5 separate regions of the Mus musculus genome follow, and regions 1, 2, 3 and 4 are each linked to region 5. The links are chromatin contacts, called in public Hi-C, HiChIP or PLAC-seq and promoter capture Hi-C maps. All regions are on one chromosome and are shown on one strand. Each heading gives the region's core, a stretch centred on a gene start, on an enhancer-like site or on the middle of the called end of the contact. The rest is flanking DNA. Distances are from core to core; before and after follow the strand shown.

Evidence for each region. Promoter capture Hi-C pulls out the DNA fragments that hold promoters and counts their contacts. Hi-C and Micro-C count contacts between places; a contact is called where the count stands out from the background. HiChIP or PLAC-seq counts read pairs in DNA pulled down with a chosen protein or histone mark.
Region 1: a Hi-C map of cerebellum shows a contact between it and region 5, with 2.3 times the contacts expected there. The contact joins the promoter of Pea15a here to the promoter of Cadm3 in region 5. A contact is called at or near these places in 2 of 39 promoter capture datasets (hippocampal neurons and maxillary cranial neural crest), 1 of 484 Hi-C or Micro-C datasets (cerebellum) and 1 of 115 datasets of contacts at active chromatin or transcription factors (embryonic forebrain).
Region 2: a contact with region 5 is called in a promoter capture Hi-C map of hippocampal neurons, with 2.8 times the contacts expected there. The contact joins the promoter of Dcaf8 here to the promoter of Cadm3 in region 5. A contact is called at or near these places in 1 of 39 promoter capture datasets (hippocampal neurons) and 2 of 115 datasets of contacts at active chromatin or transcription factors (astrocytes and embryonic forebrain).
Region 3: a promoter capture Hi-C map of embryonic stem cells shows a contact between it and region 5, with 4 times the contacts expected there. The contact joins the promoter of Kcnj10 here to the promoter of Cadm3 in region 5. A contact is called at or near these places in 4 of 39 promoter capture datasets (cranial neural crest, embryonic stem cells, pre-B cells and 1 more), 4 of 115 datasets of contacts at active chromatin or transcription factors (astrocytes, embryonic midbrain and embryonic stem cells) and 1 of 9 other capture datasets (embryonic stem cells).
Region 4: an H3K4me3 HiChIP or PLAC-seq map of embryonic forebrain shows a contact between it and region 5, with 7 times the contacts expected there. The contact joins the promoter of Vangl2 here to the promoter of Cadm3 in region 5. A contact is called at or near these places in 6 of 39 promoter capture datasets (the 3T3-L1 cell line, hippocampal neurons, liver and 2 more) and 5 of 115 datasets of contacts at active chromatin or transcription factors (astrocytes, differentiating embryonic stem cells, embryonic forebrain and 2 more).

What each region holds. Positions count from the first base shown.
Region 1 is chr1:172,205,384-172,208,083 of GRCm38.p6, reverse strand. It overlaps Pea15a (phosphoprotein enriched in astrocytes 15A), which reads left to right and starts at 1,280. Exons shown (of 4, transcript NM_011063.3): 1 at 1,280-1,487. It overlaps Gm17224 (a long non-coding RNA gene), which reads right to left and starts at 1,101. Exons shown (of 5, transcript XR_865735.3): 1 at 1-1,101.
Region 2 is chr1:172,146,581-172,149,280 of GRCm38.p6, reverse strand. Dcaf8 (DDB1 and CUL4 associated factor 8) reads right to left here and starts at 1,266. Exons shown (of 14, transcript NM_001357204.1): 1 at 943-1,266; 2 at 1-32.
Region 3 is chr1:172,339,823-172,342,522 of GRCm38.p6, reverse strand. It overlaps Kcnj10 (potassium inwardly-rectifying channel, subfamily J, member 10), which reads right to left and starts at 1,313. Exons shown (of 2, transcript NM_001039484.1): 1 at 1,072-1,313.
Region 4 is chr1:172,026,005-172,028,704 of GRCm38.p6, reverse strand. Vangl2 (VANGL planar cell polarity 2) reads left to right here and starts at 1,410. Exons shown (of 8, transcript NM_033509.4): 1 at 1,410-1,707.
Region 5 is chr1:173,366,252-173,368,951 of GRCm38.p6, reverse strand. It overlaps Cadm3 (cell adhesion molecule 3), which reads left to right and starts at 1,257. Exons shown (of 9, transcript NM_053199.3): 1 at 1,257-1,539. The coding sequence starts at 1,458. It also overlaps a transcript of Aim2 not described here.

The sequences.
Region 1 (2,700 bases), core at 31-2,530, 1.2 Mb after region 5:
AGTCCCTAAAAACTTTATTATTCCTGATTCTCAGAAGAACCCTATGAAGTGAGACTGGTATCCTCAACTTTATGGACTTAATTTGTCTATGGAAACAGAATAAGTATAAAGTCCACATTCTCTGTGTTTTGCTCTGCCTCATTTGTCTCATGTAAATGTGGTATGTCTATGCAAAAGTGTACAGTCACTCTGTGTCTCAAAGATGGGTCAACATGATAGATTCCGACCCTACAGCGACTCAGAAACAAAAGCAACTTCTGAGGGTATATTAGTTACCCTCAAAGGAGCAATGGGCAGCCATGTGGGGGGTGGGGGTGGGGCTGGGGGTAAGAGGAGCAAAGAGAAGAACTATATATGAAACCTAAGGCACAGGACCAGGACCTGCTCCTCCCAGAAGAAGGGGCTCATCTTAGGCTTCTGGAAGGGTCTCTGATCAGCTGGACCTGAAGGCAAAATGGGGTGTTCCTGGTGGTGTGCAAACATTGAAGCCGTTCTCAGGGTCAGGCACTTGCAGAGCTGAGCTGACGCCCCTCATGGAGGTAGGGTGAAAATCGGATGCTTCTCCAATTCTCCCTCCTCCCTCCTCCCTCTTTCAGCCCGGCTGAGTGAGCCTCTGGAGGAGGAAAGTCCCTGAGGTGTAGGGGAAGTGAGAATTATCACACTGGGCCTAGGCAGAAGGACAGAGCTAGGAGACAGCTAAGTGTGGCTTTGTTGTCTATATTTGCATGCTGAGCTCATGGCTTTTTTCCTCCAGAAAATAAAATTACATCATAGTGTGTGGGGGTGTGGGGGTGCGTGTGTGGGGGTATATTTGGGAAAGGCAGGAGGTGCTCAGGGGTCCAGCTGCTATTATACACAAGAGCTCATGGCCCCGGGCCAAGTAAAAGAGATTTCCCTGTTGCTGCCTGCCCCTGTCCCATTTTTATTCCTAGCGTGGATAAACTTGACCGTTTCCTACTGAGTCTCTGATCTATAAGGCTAGGAAATAGGATTTCTAAATACCAAAGCGAAGTAGCTAAGAGAACCCAGAGGCCATAGGTCTTCCAAATCCCCCAATCCAAATTGATCTGCCTTCCAGGGGTCCTGGCCATCGTGACCAACCAAAGGTCAGAGGGCAGGAAAGTGACCCATTAGGAAAAAAACGAGGATCTTCTCACAGTTTAAGGGGAAGAGTCCATATTCCATCCCAGTCCTGCCCCCATCCTAGGAGCCTTCCAGAACCCCAGTCCCCAGTCCCTGTCCCCTCCTGCTTCCCCTCCCCCTTTCCTCCCCGCTCCCCGCCCCCCGCCCCTCCCCGGCTCTGACATCACCGGCCAGTCGGGTGGGGTGAGGCGGTGCTGGGCTCAAGCTCTGCTCCACGGGCGGAAGAGGCGGCGGCGGCAGGATCGGCGGCAGCGGTGGCAGGAGCCAAGGAGCAGGCTCCAGACGCTGCTTAGGAACCGGGGACCCGGGAGTGCCCGCACCCTGAGCTCTCAGCTCCGGAGGCGGTGAGAGGGGCAGAGGGAAGATGTGTCGTGGGGAGGAGGTAGATTGGGGATCTGGGTTTGGAGGGTCACGATCCCGGACGCAGGGGACAAATAGGGGAGCTTGAGGATTCAGACAGGTCCACGGTGTCAGGCTCCATGGGGTCCTTCTCTGTCCATGCATCCAGAGACTGGAGAGTGTCACAGGCAGCGTGGCTTCATCCGCCCATTCCGTGCTGAACAGCAGTTTGGGAGTCCGACGGGGCCTGGGGATTAGGATGTAGCCTGCTTCCCGCCCAGCCGGCCGAGCCAGGCCAGCTCCCGCCCCTCCCTCCTCGCTTTAGCTTCGGACTCGCCTCTGCAGGCGTCCAGGCTCAGCTCAGCCCTGCTTCAGTTCCTCCGGCAGCAGGCAACTGGTCTGGGTACTCTCACACCCAGTTTACTGCATCTGAGGAGAGTGGGATTGGTGGAAGCTTGCCCAGAGGAAAGGGGCTGGGGATACATAGGAATGATGTAGCCAATATAAAGACACTAATTTTTAAAACAATCCTTGTCAAAACCGACAGGGACAGAAACACACCTTTAAGAAAAAAAAAAAGACAGCCAACCACACAGTGACACACACCCATGTGACTTACACACATCCTCTCATACAAACCAAATCACAACACCCCTGCACTAGGCATCCACCCACCCACCACAACCCGTTTGTTACCTCCCATGTGGAGTCTCCTTGACCAGCATCAGTCTTAACACGAATGTTCAGTAGTGGGTGGAAAGGACCACTGTCCACAAACACACCCAGATTTTACAGTTTTAGTGGGCAATACCTCAAGGACTGGTGAGCCTGTGCTCTTACCTGGGTGAGGGGCTTCTTGTGACCTTTGTTGCTGACTGCCAGTTTAGAGCATAGGGTACCTGGGAGTGGCTAGAGCCTGGACATCAATATGGCCAAAGGATGGAGGAAGGAGTAGAAGCCAGGGAGAGGGTGAAAAGAATGAGTCAGCCAAGGATGGAACCCAAGTCAGGGGGAGAGAGAATGAGAGGAATGTGTGAGAAGACAGGGAGAGCTGACCAGAGAGCCACAGAGAAAAGGAAAGAGGTGGCCAGAGGCACAGGAAGGGTGCTGGAGAGGACGAGAATCTCAAGTTAGGGAGCCTTGTTTCTCTAGGTTCCTGTGTTTGGCCCCCCAGGCTGTATATTGTTTCTCTAGGTTGTGCGTCTGGCCCCCCCAGGC
Region 2 (2,700 bases), core at 17-2,516, 1.2 Mb after region 5:
TGAGAAAACTGGTCTGGAGGTTCGCTGAAGAACTGAGAAAAGTGAAAGTTTACATGGCAAAGGCGTCTCTTCTGAAAGTAGCCAAAATATTTATGACCACACTTTAATGTTTTTTTTTTTAAAGTCTCCTCACAACTATTTAAAACCAAAACAACTTACCTAACTCAATTCTGACTACTGAACAAAACCCATGCCCGTAATGGAAACACAAAGGATTAACACAAGATTTAAACGCCAGGCAAAGTTATCTCCCAGCTCCACCAAGGCTAAAGAGTCACTTATGAGGAAAACCTGTATCTTTTCAACTCTTAAACCAAACCACCCGTCTCAAGCAAACTCCGGAGCAGGGGGGGGGAGGGGAGAATCCGCGGGAGAATGTGATCGCTCTAGTGCGGGTTTGTTTACAGACTACACCAACAATCATGAGTCAGAAATTCAAGCCGCCAGATGCTTTCCAACTAATAAGGACCAAGCGGGACCGTTCTAAGGTGTCCTAAAAGATTTCGGGACACGGGGAGGGGAAGTACATTAAGAGAACTAGATCACAAAGCATTCAAGAACAGACTGCCAGTTTCTTGGACCTCGGCCTTCCGTACGAGGTGCTGGGCCTGAGATCTTGGGATGGGGGAAGGGGGCACACTGCGCGGTGGCCCTGAAGTGACTAGGAGACGCCAACAGAGCCGGGTCCCCAAATTATAAAGGGAGAAATGAGAGTTTACGAATGGGTCACCGGACGAACGAGAAGCCCCTGTGAGTCATGGGGTTGGCCCTAGGGGGCAACCCCGTGGACCGACCCGGGCAGAGGACGAGTCCTCCCAGCACCGACTCGGAGGAGGGGAGTAAGACTTAAAGTCCGGGAGTTTTAGGAAAGGGATCGGGCCTGTCCTGCGGGGAAGCGGTCAGGGAGAGGGGGGAACAGGCCGAGCCGGACGAAACACGGACCCGGTAGGTCAAGGGGAGGGCGTCCGGCTGGGGCAGTTACAAGCACGGGAGCTGGCGAGGCCCGGCAGCCCGCTTCCCATCTAGGGTCATCCTTCTGCCAGCGGATGCTCCGACTGTTCCAGGCCCAGCCGCCCCGTCCACTGCCGCCACCAACGCCGCCGCCATCTTACACTGGCCAGCGGCAGCCACCACCACCGTCTCGGGTCTCCGCGCCTGCGCCTGCGCCGTCACGCTTTCCGGCGGGGTTTGCGACGCTGTGCTGGAGGAGACTGAGCGAGAGCGGTCCCGCGAGCTCTGGGCTCCCAACCCTCCCGGTGGCCGCACAAGGGGCGGAGCCTCGGGCCAACCGAAGCCGCGAGGGGCGCGTGCGCGGGGCGGAGGAGTCAAGTTGTTTTCGTACTTTGAGAGTGATGGCTTGTCTCCTGGTATTCAAAACACATGCGATCTAGGGGCTCCTTGGAGTTGTGCCGGAAAATGAACCTCATTCCAAAGGCTCTGGCAGGCAAACTTCTAGGTGTCCTCCAGGCCTGAGGTTCTAATTCTTGCCATATTTTTTTGTTTGTTTGTTTCCTTGTTTAAAGAAAAACCCCTTTCTCCTTTCAGGCTCAAAGCTGCATTTCCTTCAATGGCTTCTTAAGAGGCCTTCTGCCAGCACCCATTTGTCCATTTGTTTAAAAGAGTCACTAAGGTTTGGGGATGTTGGAATGCTTCCTAAGGGTCTAAAAGTTTTAAAAGTTTGATCCCCACACCTGGGGGTGGGAGTGACACGGCTTAGAAACAGGATTTATTTATTCATTTGAAACAGGATCTTTCTACCCGGGCTGTCCTGGAACTGTAGATCTCACAGAGATCACCCACCTGCCTCTGCCTCTCAGGCGCTGGGATTAGGATTAAAGGCGCTCAACGCTGCAGAGTTTAATTTTTTAAATGAGCATACAAACTAACAGGTTACAAACTAGCACTCAGGAGGCTGAGACAGGATATACACAAGTTGGAGGTCAACCTAGAACAACGGATAGTAAGTTCGGGGCTAGAATAAGTCCTTCCCCGATCCCCAACACACACACACACACACACACACACACGCAATAGGTTTCCATGTGGCATTTTCATATGTATGTGTCATGCCTGTTTCTTCATGGCCCCCTTCCCACTCATTTTCCCCTTCTTGGTTACCTTCCTCCAATAACTACCACTAAGTTTTGTGACTAGTGTATACTCCATTCTCTTTTCTTAGCTTTCCTTCAACTCTCTTTATATCTCTTCCTTGCCTCTCAGTCTCCTGTCTACTTTGTTGTTAAATATGAATACGTGTGTGTAATTAATAGACATATGTATACATGAACTTAAATCCAGATTCTGCATATGGGAGAGGACATGCCATATTTGTCTTTCTGAGTCTAACTTATGTTGTTTATAATCTGCAAATACTATTTCATTCTTCATAGTTGATGGATCCTATTGTGTATATATTCTATATTTTCTTTAATTCATTCATCTGTTGATAAATATCTAGGTTTATTCATAATTTAGCTGTTGTGAAAATACAGCTAAAACATGGATACGCCACATAACTCTGCAGGTTGCTGGTTTTAGGTAACCTCTGTACACTACTTTCTGCTGACACCTAAAGGAAACCTAACCAGGATTCTAGGATTCCAGATTACTCCTAGCTAGCAGGCTGGAGCATTCTTATTTGTAGCAGAAAAATCTAGTAGGATCATTATATCCAGGGTAGGCAGTAGAATAAAATAATTG
Region 3 (2,700 bases), core at 64-2,563, 1.0 Mb after region 5:
TACCATCTCCTGTCCTCTTGGACTACCTAAAGCCGCCTGTCCCATAGGGAGAAAAACATTTCAAACACCACAGCAAGGGCTCTCTGGCCAGAAACCTCTCATCAGAATTTGTATCGATACGCAACCTAAGCAGGCTTTAAGCTTTGCCTTCCCTTGGATCCAAATCTGTCTTTATTTCTGTGCACCCTCGCCTCTCTCCGTCAGCCTCAGTCTGCCCAGGGCACTTCAGTTACTGAAATGAAATCCCGAGATACCAGAAGTCCTACCCCTAAATTTTTTCTTTCCCAGGTTTGTCCTTCTGGCCATTCTGGGCCTCGGGTCTCCTCCCTAGAATCAGTTCCATCCTAACATGACTGCCCTTGGTCAGTCCCTGATGGGGCAAGACAGAGAGTGGGAGAGGGGATCCCTAAAGGATGAATTCATAGGCACTAATCTACCCTGCTCCAGAAGAAACATCTTCTTCTGAGATTGTCCTTGTGAGGCAATTTCAAGGATTGAGGGATGTCGGTAGGGAGGGGGTCTCAAAGTGGGAACCCAGAAGGAAATGAAGAGGGTCCCAGGCACATCAGGGTGACTGCGTCTTCTAATCTAGTGCTTGTCTTTCTCCCCATGTGTAAACAAACTGGTGCTCAGAAGACCGTCAATGAGTGTCACTGTGTGAATGTCACTGCAAGGGGGAAGGGCTGGAATCAGGAGTAACTTATCTCTACTGGGAGCAAGGGGCAGTGTCTCTATTCCTGTGTGGGTGGGTGCAGGCTTATGTGTGGTAATTAATTACTCTAGTAACCGGATGAGCCCCATGCAACTGCAGGTCTGCCAAGTGTCATGAGGAGGGGATATCATGGAAGCCCCTTTCTTAGATGGAAGACCCGAGGTGAATAACCTGAGTAAAGTACTCTTGATGAGGGGCCCTTCCCAGGAAAGTCCACTTGGAACTGCCAAGACTGAAGGAGGGAGACCCGGATTGTACTGATAGGGTACAACCAGCTTCCGTAGGGACCAAAGGGTTAGGGGGATCCGATGGATAAGTGGATAGGACCCAGCACTCCTTTATCAGGGCCAGAGTCTTACCTTGGCTCGAAGGTGAAGTGGCTGCTCTGATAAATCGCGGGGCAGCGGGACAGATGAACAGACGGGGCGGGCAGGAGCGGCGAGCGGAGCTGTGCGACAGGCAGGGCCAAGACTCTTAAACCCGGAGCTGGAATCAGATAAGGGTTTGTCCGGGGGCCGGGGCCGGGGTCGGGCCGGCCGGGGGCAGAGTTGGGCCGGGCCGGGCCGCCCCCTCCCTCTGCAGTGCCGAAGCCAAACTTTGTGTGAATGGAGGGGCCCGGCGGGGGTCGGGAGGGCGGAGGCAGAGGGGGGAGCTTGGAGCCGGCCAATGGCAGATCGGAGCGCCAGATCAGCGCCTGGGGATTGGAGAGATTTGGGCAAGGCAAGGGGCGGGGCTTAGGGGATAGGAAGCGCAAACCCAGACGGACTAGGGTGCAGAAACACTCGAAGAACAGAGACCCAGACAGAGTCCCGGAGAAAGAGAGATGAAGAGACGATACGCGTAGCGATAGAAGCCGAGCTGGCAAGATGACAGGGGGGAAGAGAAAGAAGAAAAGTGAGGCGGCCGTGTCAGAATGGAGGAACCAGGACGAGGGCCGCGGGGGCGGGACTGGGCCCCAGTTAATGAGGTGGAAATGAATTCAGGACGGGCTGCGACTGGGACCGAGACTGTGGCAGACTTGGCCTGGGTTCCTGGGGCTACAGGGCTCTGGCATCCTGTACAATTTCCAAGTTATTCGCTGTTCCCTGTGTAGAGAGTGCGGCGTGGGGTGCAAAAGAGGACCAAACATCATCTCCATCTGCAGCAACTTCTCCTGCAAGGAAAAATAAGCCGCAGTACGGTGCAAAGTGTGGGAGACATCCAAAGCTGTGGAAGAAGAAGGAAGGGTCACTATTTAGGGGGTTCCCCACAAATGTTCGAGGAAAGAGATAACGTCTACGTAGGTTCTAGGAATGCAGGAGGCCCAGGTCCAAGGAGATGGCAGAAAGAATACTGATGACAGAGGAACTGCCATTGTGAAGTCCTGTGGGAACACAGACACATCAGCTTAGGAAATAGCGTCAAACTCTTCCCATCCACTATGTACTCTCATTATCTGATCTGTTTTGAGTGATTTGTACCCTCTATCTGATGCATGGCATACACTAAAGAAGAAAATAAAGACGTCCCACTTTTATTCATAACAGACATTGAACTACATATCAATAGACTGCTTTACTTACTGTGTTAATATAAATTCAGGATTGAAAGCAGGGAAACTATATATATTTTAGTTTAGCTTAAAACTCTCAAAATGCATAAGATGAAGAATACATGTGCCTTTTGAAAAGGCCTCTTTGGGGCTGAGGGTGTTGTAGCTGAGAGGTAGAATGCTTGTCTTGGGTTCCATTCATCACCAGCACAGAAAGAAGAATGGGAGGGGGGAGGAGGGAGGGAGAAAGAGAGGGAGGGAGAGAAGAAGGGAGGAAGGAAAGGAAGGAAGGAAGGAAGGAAGGAAGGAAGGAAGGAAGGAAGGAAGGAAGGAAGGAAGGAAGGAAGGAAGGAAGGAAGAAGGAGAGAGGGAGAAAGGGAAAAACAGAGAAGTAGGCAAGGAACTACTTGAACAAGGAGAGGGCTGGCTAAAGGTTAGTTCTTAGAATCCAGGCTTG
Region 4 (2,700 bases), core at 161-2,660, 1.3 Mb after region 5:
GCTAAGTTCTTTGCTAATATGCGGGAACAGTGGCTGGAGAGAAACAAGGGTTTGGGCAGAGCTGAAGGGAAGCAGCGTTTGTTTAGCTTCTTCACCTTTGAACAGCCATATGCGGACAAAGACAATCTGTCCTCATTTGGGGACTGGTTCGAATGTATAACAGAGATGTGCCTGAGTTTTAGGGAAGACTCCATTAGAGAAAGGAACAGAGACTGGGAGTCGCCTTCTCTGGGATTTCTTAATCACAGGGTTGGGAGGGGCAGGTATCAGAATTGGAAGGTGGAGATGGTGGGGGTGTGGAAACGTGTTCGAAGATGCTTTTGAAGCGGCACTGTTCTAGGTAAGTGGCAGGTTACAAGGTAAATAGTACTAGCAGCAATGTAATAATGTAATAATACTTTTGCTTTCATTCACTCCGAGGGCAACCTGGCCTTCCCACAGCTACTTTATGGTGGGCTCGTCCCTGTTGGGTTCCTAGGCACTTTAGCAACTCTAACTGGTTTGTTTCTTAGTGTGCTCTGAACTGGAAATGCCCTAAATGTGCCAGATATTTTATTCTAGCCTACATTCCCTGGGTCCTACCTGCAAAGCTAAATTAGCCAAAAGTTTTGGAGTTCCGCATCCACCCGGGTTTTTTTTTTTTTTTCCTCTCTCTCTAGGCTTCCTGGGAGAAGGCCCCCCTCTCCTCTGGTGCCCCAAGTCGCGGGCCCTCGTCTTCTCCCCCTCCCCCTCTCCCCTAGGGCAGGATTCCCTTTGTAATTAATCCCAACACTCAAACCAGAGGGGAGGAAAACGTGTTAATGAGTGAGCGTCCCAGTCTGACTAGGCGGTCTTCGCTCACAGCTAGAACACCGAGTAATTAAATTATTTTTGGAAGAAGGAGGGGTATGGTGTCAGGGAAATACCGTATACATGGGAGAGGGGCCTGTCTCTTGTCACTAATTAATATCAGGGATGACCCTTTTCGCAGTTCTAGGCCGGAGGGGACCAATCTTCCCCACGTCTCAGATTCCACTGGAGTTTGTGAGACCAGGTTTGTGGTTCTAAAGAAGAGAATATGGCCAACATCAGGGCCTAGGGGAAAGGTTTTCAATCGGGGGTCGAAGAAGACAGCTCCAAGAGGGGCTGCGGGCTGGACCAAAGCCAAGAGCCGAGGCAGCTTCGAGCACACCTTCCTGGCCAGGTCTGGAAGCCAGGAGCGGATTCCCAGGATCCAGAGGGCGCAGGGCATGGCCAGGCGCAGGGCTGGGGGTGCCGCGACTCGGGGAAGAGCCGGGCCGCAGACAATGGACGCAGCAGCGGGAGGGGCGGCGGCTGCGGGAACAGCCGGGAGGCGGCACCTGGGAGCTCTCTCCCCGCCCCCTGCCCCCTTCTGGTCCCCTCCCCCTCTGGTCCCCTCCCCCTCCGCCGCCGGCTCCAGATCTGATTCCTGATCCCCGATTGCTTGGTTCTGGGTCCCGCCATGGGAGCCTGAGTGCCCTGCAGTCCCCTCCGGCCCCCTGCCCCCGGGGCCTCGAGGGGGAAACAGGCGAGTGGTCTGGGACGGAGCCGGGGTGAGCGACCTCAGGAGCCCCCCTCGTCAACCCCCATCGCCCGCGCTGCCGGTTCTGGAGCGCGGAGTTCGGAAAGACCGGGTGCGCTGCGGATACAAAGGCGCGGAGCGGAGTGGGGCGTGCGCCCAGTCCACCGGGCTGTTCGCAGTGGCGGGTGAGTGGCGGGCCGCGGGGGCGCGGGCAAAGTTTGCGGAAAAAAAAAAGGAAAGAAAGAAAGAAAGCAACAGAAAAAAGAAGGAAACCATGCAAAAGACCAGGGAGCGCCCGGCCCTGGAGAAAGCAGGATGGCTTCTGGGGGAAGGGGGGCTTGAGGCACCCCCTTCCGGTCTGTCCTCCACTGCACAGCGGAGTAACCCCAACTTTGGGGAGGGGAAGGGGCGTATGGGGAAGGGGCGGAGCCCAGGCCTTAAGAGCCGGGGACTTTCCTGGGCCGGGGGGCCCAGGGCGGGCGCCTGAACGATCCCAAGGGAACCCATTGAAGCCGGGGATTGGGTAGCGTGTGTTGGAGGTGGTGGGAGAGGCCGTGGAAGGATCGGAGGCTGGAGGTATTGGAAGCTGAAGGTATGTAGGGATGCATACACACCTTTGGAGTGTGGGGAGGAAGGGGCAGGTATGTGTTTAGGGGGTAGAGTGGATCCTTGAGAGATGGCCCCGCACAGCAGTGTGTGTGTGTAGCCCAAGGATGGGACTTGCGGCGATACTGGTGAATGTGTGTTGGGGTGTGTGTGGGGAACCAACGACATCATATTTGTCCCTTGTCCTATTTACTCATCGAAGGTCCTAAGCACTGCATTAGTGAGTTTTAAAGGGTTGGTTGGGGGATCAGTATGCATGATTCTTTGTTTTGTGTGTGTATGTGTGTGTGTGTGTGTGTGTGTGTGTGTGTGTGTGTGTGCATATACGCTTTGACGTACTGCGTGTTCCTGCAGGTGGGCCCTGGGTTTGGATGTGTAGATGTTTCTCTCTCTCTCTCTCTCTCTCTCTCTCTCTCTCTCTCTCTCTCTCTCTCTGTGTGTGTGTGAGAGAGAGAGAGAGAGAGAGAGAGCTGACCACACACATCTGCTGTGTATTTGGGTATGTATTTGTGTGTATACTCAAGGGAAGGGGTGTGTGTCTGTGTGTGTATGTGCTGAGAGAGGGGCTTATG
Region 5 (2,700 bases), core at 8-2,507:
TTAAGAAGCCTTGACATAAGGAAGGAAAGATTACCCAAACATTAAATACTAGCAGAGGAAAGCAGCACAGAAAATGGACTGGAGATGTTACTAGAACCACCCACATCCCACTTGTAGAATAAAGCACTATGTACTTTTCTTTACCATTCCTAATGCTGGATCTTTTATTTCTAAGTGAATGTAAAACCTGGATTAGATCTGCTAACTTCCTTTGGGTTAGATCAGGTATACTCTAAGAATTCTTGGCATACCTAAAATTCCCTGATTTCTAAAATTTAGAAATGTATTCTCCAAAGCTAAATTTCGACCAAACGAACCCAGAAAGATCCTTTTTTTTAAACACACCAAAACTCTTTCAGAGATAACCTAGAAGAACAGCAAACACTAGGGACTCGGGACTTTTTGAATGTGAGCAAGTTGCAAACACAGTCTTTCTCATCCATCTCCTCTATAGCCTCAGGGAACAAGAGCTGCATTACTCACTGCTTCTTGGTCTGTAAGAGGGTCTGTGAGTCTGGCTTTCACCCTGGGTTCTTACTAGCTAAAAGTTGAGAAGAGCCCCTGAAAGACCGAGCAGAAAGGATATTGAGAGGCTAGTTTCAGGAAAGAGGGTCTAAGACAGAGCACGGAGGAGGAAAATACCAAGTAACTTTACAGGATACTTCCTTGTTTAGTGTCTGGAATAACGTCTTTAAAGAAGGCTTGAAGGAGATTAGGTTCGGTGGCCTCCTGGGGTCGGCTTTGCAAGGGATGTTGCCTGGAACCACAAATTGTTGCTGGACAGTTAAGAAGAGGGTCTTGAGTAAGAGAACTACGGAGGTTTATGCTTAGGAGAATGCCTTGAGTAATTAGGTACCCTGGGGAGGCATCCTTGGTCACAGTGGAGAGGGGTGTCCTAGCTTTGGGGATCCCGGTTGCCTAAGGAGAAGGCGGGGCCGGAGGACCTCAGGCAAGTGGGCACGCCCTTGCCCAGGCCTGCAGTGGACTCTGTCGCCAGCTGGCCCACCGCCCTGTCCACCTCCCCTCTCTCCACCCCAAGCATAAGAGGGGTGCGCATGGGGTCCCACTTCTGAGTCAGCTCCCTCCCTTTGCTCCACACCCGAGTGATGCTGGAGGAGCTCCCGGGGGAGAAGATGGAAGGCACCACAAAAGCGCGGAGGGGGTGTGGGAGGCGAGGGGGAGTAGGGAATGCGGCATCCAGGCCCCCCCGCCACCAGCCCAGCCCCCCGTCACCACCCCTCCACCTCCAACCGAATGGTTTGCTCCGAGCGCCCTATTTAATCCCGGCGACTGCAGCAGCGCCGGCTCCCTCCCGGTACCCGCCTCGGCCCCGGGCTTGGAAGCCGCTCCGGGGTTGCCCCTTTGGACAGCGACGCCGGCTACCCAGAACCCCCGGCCCCAGTCCCCGGAGATCTAGGCTCGCCAGCGCCCAGCCAGGGAGGTGGCCAGGAAGCGCGATGGGGGCCCCTTCCGCCCTGCCCCTGCTCCTGCTCCTCGCCTGCTCCTGGGCGCCCGGCGGGGCCAATCTTTCCCAGGACGGTGAGTGAGGGAGGGGGCGGCGCCAGGGGAGGTGGCCAGTGCCCCGAGGTGGGGGTTCAGACGGGGAGCCGGGCGCAGGGAGCCTGTTGGCTTTGTTTGGAAGCGAGGGTTCAAGTCGCCAGCCTCTTGGAATACCCTTGTGTCTGTCTCTGAGCATCGCTGTCTCTGAGGACCGTGGGGTGTGCCGGCGTGTGCACCTCCTATGTACACGACCGACTGTGTATGTCTACGTGTGCAGCAGGGATGTGGATCTCGGGGGTTGCTGTCTATTTTGAGCAACCGGGGTCTGGATGTGTTGATGTCCGTGTGTGTCTGGGTGTGCGCGTCTATGTTGGTGTCTGGGGCTGCGTTTCTGTGTCAGAGTCTGTGTGTATGTCTGTGTCAGTGTGTGTTGGGGGCGGAGTGAGATTTGTCGCTGTTTCAGTCAGGGCGTGTGTTGGGTGTTTCTGTATGTATGTCTGTAGGGGTTGGGTGGCCAGAACGATCCCCAAAACTGCTGTATGCAAACATTTCTGCTCCCCCGCGCGTCCCCCACCCGCCGCGGAGCTCTGAGTGGGCAGGCAAGGGGGCCTGGGTGAGGCTGTCGAGGGGGGCGTGGGCAAAGGAGAGGGGGCTTCTCCTTGAAGCAAAACAACAACACAGGGCGGAGGGGGCCCCACTTTGGCTCTAGTCCTAGTGGTGCTAAAATCTGGGCAAGGAAACCTATACTTGGGTGCGGGGCAGCAAACGGAGAGAGCAAGATATTTGGGGAGAAGGATCTATGGGAAAACCAAAGCTTTCCTGGGCTGAACATTAATTTCTCCAAATTTAGGGTGGGGTAGCAGACTAGCCTCTTTGCCCCAGTCTAAAACTCAACCCTTCTTAGGTTTGTAAAGGTAAAGAGGTGAAGGAAGGGAGTGGGGGGGGGGGGAATGAAGAAAGGAGGCGGGGCCAGGGGAGAGGGGACTTGGGGAAGAGCCCCTCCCGCCCCAGGCCAAGCTATGTAGGTCAGCGCTGTGGGGGCACCTCAGCCTTCTTAGAGGCTGCTGGTGGTTAATGGGGTGGCTTGAAGAACTGTGTAGAGATAGGAAGAAAGACGCCCCAGCTCAGAGCCTCAGGTTCCCGGAGGAGGGAGGACCAGCAGTGGAGGGACTAAAGGAATGTATCCTCCTCACTCCCGCG